2 separate regions of the Nothobranchius furzeri genome follow, and region 1 is linked to region 2. Evidence: chromatin contacts called from public Micro-C data. All regions are on one chromosome and are shown on one strand. Each heading gives the region's core, a stretch centred on a gene start, on an enhancer-like site or on the middle of the called end of the contact. The rest is flanking DNA. Distances are from core to core; before and after follow the strand shown. Region 1 overlaps ncor1 (nuclear receptor corepressor 1). Region 2 holds the start of cenpv (centromere protein V).

Region 1 (2,700 bases), core at 166-2,665, 78 kb after region 2:
CTTGGTTGTTTTATTCGACTCTTGAAATGTCTGGCCTGAGTTTGTCTCACTAATGGTGTGTTTCTTTGATAGTTAGTCTTTGCTTGTGTCTAAAGGAAGCTGAATGTTTGGATCAGCAAATAATAGTTGGCATCAATTTAGTGATGTCCTTGTACTTTTTGGAGATGAATGGGATTTGTAGGATTATAAAATGTGTTCCATCCAAAATTCCCTCAGGAAAGACGTTTCTGCTTTTTGATTTTCCAGTCATATCTGCAAGATGATTTAATTGTTTTATACTTTAATTGTAACAAAAAAGGCTTGAAATATCTGGCTTTGCTTGTAATGAGTAGGGCTGTGTTGGAAAAAAAAATCGATCATCCGATTCTGAATTGATTCTCATAAATATTCAGGAGGATCGATCCATACGGCACCAAAGTCGCTTAATTGCAACAAGTGTTATTGCTGACTTTAATGAGCCACAGCTGCAAATATGATCCCTCATGAAGTTTCTACTTTACACCAGAAGATAGTGGAGATGTTTATCTTCAGTAGTCTAAGCAACATTTGTGGGTCTGTTTGTATTAAAAGTTTCTGAGTTTAAGAGTTTGAAAACCGCCTCCTTGTCTTGAATGAGGCCAATATAAATATCAAATTGTGTGTGTGCGTGTGCGTGCGTGTGTGTGCGCGTGTGTGTGTGTGTGTGTGTGTGTGTGTGTGTGCAGCTACAACTTTTGGATAAAATCTTAATGTGTTATTTTTAATAATGCCCTAGCTTCGTGTTCCAATAACAGTCCATTGCTGCAGTTATTGACACCTCTTACTTCCTCTGTTAACTGCCCTGGATTTGTTTGCTAATTCCGCCTGACGGCGTCTTTGTGAAAAGAAAAATTCTGAGAGAAGGATTGGGCCATGCAGCCATTTTAAATTGCCAATATTTCATGAATTTGTCGAATTGAATGAAATCTTATCGCAATAGTCGATTCTAATTTTTGAGAATTGGAATCGAATCAATTCTTTAAATTTGAATTGACACCCAGCTCTAGTAATGAGTCTATCTCAATATGAGTCTTTTCTCTGAACAGAAGCAGTTTAGGAAGTTATCAGGTGTGGTTATTTAAAACTTTTACACAGAAATTCTCAGGATGGCAGAAATATGTGTCCCATAAAGCTGTTTATTTTACAGGTAGTTATGAAATAATCAGTCATTTTTGCCTCTCCTATCTATTTTTGACTTTTCAGTTGATTATCTTGCATTACATCCCATATTTTGTTCTCTGCAAAGGTAAAGAGCCGAATGACTCTCGGTTGTCTTCCTGAAACAGCGCTGTATAAATTTATAATAGAGGGGCTTGTTTTCTCTTCCACCCCCTCATGAGCCGGCAGGATGATGACGTCCATGCCTGCTGGAAGAACTCGTACAGCCGTTTGCATTTTTGATTTTGTAGAGTGCAGCGCTTGAGGCTGCGGGGAGGTTACTGTTACTGTGTGTGCGTGCGCGCGCGCGTGTGGGTGCGTGCGTGCATGTGTGTGTGTGTTTGTGTGTGTGTGTGTGTGTGGTTTGTTATGATCCATTTTATCTACTCAGCTTTCCCAGGGTACATTAAAGCAGACAGAACACACGGGCCAGAGTTGCCCCGCTCTGAACAGGGAGGCCATTAACTGTAGACTTCACCACTTAGAAGACTGAAGCTGAATATTTCATTTTGTAGTCTTCGATGTGAAATGAATATAATTGAAAAGTGGTGTTTTCGAGTTCAAGAGTTCAAGCAGCAAAAGAGTTTTACCGGACTGGGTTGGGAGATTTTATATTTGCTCTCGAAGGAAATATTTCATTGTTTTATTCTTTACTCTCATTTCCCCACCAGTCCTCCACCCTGCTCCCAACCAGCTGGTTCAGGGTGTAAATGATGGAGTCCGCGTGACGTTCAGCAGACCCAGCCGACCTCCCAACATTCCCTCTCCTCCTCCACTCATTCCAACCGCCAAGCCCACAGACAAGCCTTCCTTCATCCATGGAGGCTCCATCTCTCTGGTGAGCCGCTCTTCAGGAGGATCTCTTGTAGCTATTATCAACCTCTTACAAACATGGACAAATTTAATTTGTTAATCATTTTCATGTGGGATGTTAAAATGAGCAGATTTGCATTTGTTCTCATCAGCATAACCCGCTCGAACCTACAGTATTATTTGGCACTGTCTAACAAATGCTGTGTTGTTAAACGTGCATTCTTGACATGATCTAGCTTGGACCATGGCATTACATGCAAAAGATGATTGATCTGCATCACTTGACACCACTCAATTGTTCTCATAACTACAGCGACCTGAACATGAGACGAGTTCTTTGTCCTGTATTTTTTTTTTTTTTTTTTTTTCAGGGAACTCCTGGCACATATTTGCCCTCCCATGCTGTCTACGGACCAGAGGGGACTAAGAGCTCAGTGGGCTCCATCTCTTTGGGTCTACCTCGGCAGATGGATCCCAACAAGCCTGGTAGGGTGTCAGATAATCACGTGACAAATTTGTTTCTCTGCTGCTCAATTCAAACCAAAATAACAGCTTTCAGACCCATGAGTGAAAATATTGGACTGGCATGAGGGAGGCGTTTTAAGGAGCACATGGTTTACTCAGCACCACTAAATGAGCATTCAAAAGTATTTTATTGGTTTATTAAATTGTGAATTTTGATATACTAGCTCAATTATTATGGCAATTCTC
Region 2 (2,700 bases), core at 110-2,609:
TTGGGTAGCGTGGTTGTTTGTTTGACCAACGATTGGTTGCCGAGTTACTTCTCTGACTGTAAGTGATGCACGGTGACTAAGTTATTTTCTTGTGATTTATAACAATGACTAGAGATATTTTACCCAACTTATCAATTTGAGTCAACGTGTAAGACTCAAAATGAAAGACTGTAGTCTCAGTTTCGCCTTAGAAAAACACTGTTAGATGTATTTATCAAACCGGCATGACTTTGCACTTTAGCGACTGGCGAACAATCCCGTCGATCTTGTTCAACAGAAACCAGTAAAGATGTTAGGTAGTCGTTGTAATAACAAACGGGTTACATAAAGATCTACAGATCTTGTAATTTTGACACGTAAACGGAGTTATTTGCAGCAAGAGGCAGGGCTAAGTACATTGTGTACTCTCATTATAGTTGAATTTACATGTTCAGAGCGGTAGGACCCAAAGTGACAACAGTCTTAATTTAATTTTAATACCAAAACCATTCATTTAAAATGTGCTTTCCCCCTATTTATCATAATTACAGAGCACAAAGTGTCCAACCCCTGATTTTGATGCCAAACAGAATGTCAACACAGCTGCATGACAATGAACATTTTGTTTTTTTTCATGATTGAAACAAATGATAAAATAAGCCAAATGGCCTTTTTGTTATCACTTTATCTTATGATCATAGAGATCATGTGATGTTTTTCTTATTTAAAAGTCCATTCATCAACTCTGTTAAATTACAATAAATTAATCAAAGATAACACTGATTAAAAGGTACTGTAAGTTATATAAAAGCTTCTAGATTTCTGATTTGAGGCTAAGTATAGAAAAAAAAGAACTTGAAGCCTCATCTGTAACCACTTTTAGCTCAAACCAAATAAAATCATGAGCAGAACCTCAGATGGGAGTCTATTTTGGTGATCTCTATCACAGAGCTCTATCTGGGTCACAGTATTCCCTCACCCCATCCGTTGAACTCATGGTCATAAGACACCAAACCCGTAATCCATTGCTTTACAACATCAAGTTAGTTGATCTGCCTCTAAAGAATGTGTTTGTGCAAGTCTGCTGTACTCTGCCCGGCCCCTTGCTGGGAATTATATCACCCTGTCTGAAAGAGTTTCAGGAAAACAACTGCTCAAGCAGGAAATAGTTCTTGCTCGGGTCACATGAGCATGTGCATGGGTCTAGCAAAGTACTTGAGAGGTTGAAACAATTATTAAATTGAGTGTTCACAACTTACAAATTAAACAAAGTATATTCTTTTCAAGGTTAATGATTCTGTTATCACAGATGGACTTTGATCAGGTTTATTGAGTTTAGTAGGTGACTAGAAATCTCTGTGAGCCACCCAATTCCACGTCAACAGGCTTTGCAACCAACACGTCACGTAGGTTTCAGCTGCACTCAGCTTAATTATTAGGTAAATATTTAGCAGTTGTTTTACTTGACATGCTTCAGGGCTTCTAAAAAGATCCATTTGAATAGATGGGATTTTTCATTTCTTTTTTACTGCTTTTATGTGCAGAATGGAGCTTGTGAAACATTCAGGCGGCTGCCACTGTGGTGCTGTCAGATTTGAAGTCTGGAGCTCTCCTGACCTTCATGTTTTTCATTGCAAGTGCGTATTTATAAGTCAAAAGTATATTTAAAATATCTTTATTAGTGCTCCTTAATTGATGTTTTAAACAAATAATAAAATCTATGTATTCATTCTCATAGTTGTAGCATCTGCACCAAAAAACAAAACCACCATTTCATTGTCCCAAAAAATCACTTCACACTCCTGCAGGTAAGAAAATCTGCCTCACAATTGATATTTATTTTAAAAAACGGACTAATTAATTATTTTCTTTTCTCAGGGGTTGGAAAACTTGACTACCTACACCTTTAACACACATGTGGCTAAACACACCTTCTGTAGGACTTGTGGAGTTCAGAGTTTCTACACACCGCGGTCTAACCCTGATGGATATGGTGAGAAGTCTAGTTTCTGACAAGACACCAACACTGGTCTCAAGCTCTGATGTTGTACTGTATATTAGCTTGTTTGCTTTGAGTGACCTTTTTGTCAGTGTTTATTTAAAACAGATATGTGCCACAGGCCAATATTAATCACTTGCAAAATGCTCAGAATGCAACTTATCGCCTTCTGACAGAGACAAGGATGTATGAACATATTACTCCTGTGCTGTGTCTGAACCCGAACCAAATCAGCCCGATCAGTTCTGTTGGATTCGGGCCGTGAATTATGTTATTTGAGCGGGTTGTCACGCGGCGCGCTCCACTTGCTCGATCAGCGACTGAGGGAGACAGAGAGGATTGGAGGATGCTCTTCCAAACACGCATTATTATTTTCATAAGTTCATTAATATTTCTCCTGGAAGCTTATTTGTGAGTGGCCCTCGGACCATTATAATTGAGGACCCCTGCTTTAAAGGTTAGGACAGCTGAGACAATGACCCTATTAATGGGTTTAAAAATGTGTTTGTTTTCTCTGGCATTTAGTACTATCCAGTAGGTTGCAAGTTTGAATGCTGTTTTCTTGTATTTCAGTCTGTTTTTAAGTAACACCTTACAATAAGGGTCCCTTTATTAACATTACTTAGTGCATTATTAAGCATTAATAAACTATTAAATAATGTATTAACAACTGCTTAACCATATTAGGTAATGCATTACTAAGCAGACACTCCCTTGGCCTT

What was found. A called contact is a pair of places that touch in the nucleus more often than the background predicts.
Region 1: a contact with region 2 is called in a Micro-C map of tail fin, with 5 times the contacts expected there. The contact joins the enhancer-like site here to the promoter of cenpv in region 2.

What each region holds. Positions count from the first base shown.
Region 1 is chr10:52,698,631-52,701,330 of NfurGRZ-RIMD1, forward strand. ncor1 (nuclear receptor corepressor 1) reads left to right here. Exons shown (of 45, transcript XM_054730666.2): 23 at 1,848-2,014; 24 at 2,361-2,475. Among protein-coding and RNA genes, the nearest start is that of zswim7, 23 kb to the right of the region's middle. Within about 2 kb of position 1,416, at least 1 of the 3 cell types and tissues checked has an H3K27ac peak or open chromatin away from gene starts, as enhancers often do. A contact at or near this core is called in tail fin, where this site is marked.
Region 2 is chr10:52,621,091-52,623,790 of NfurGRZ-RIMD1, forward strand. It overlaps cenpv (centromere protein V), which reads left to right and starts at 1,360. Exons shown (of 5, transcript XM_070555754.1): 1 at 1,360-1,385; 2 at 1,524-1,616; 3 at 1,718-1,787; 4 at 1,858-1,972. The coding sequence starts at 1,525.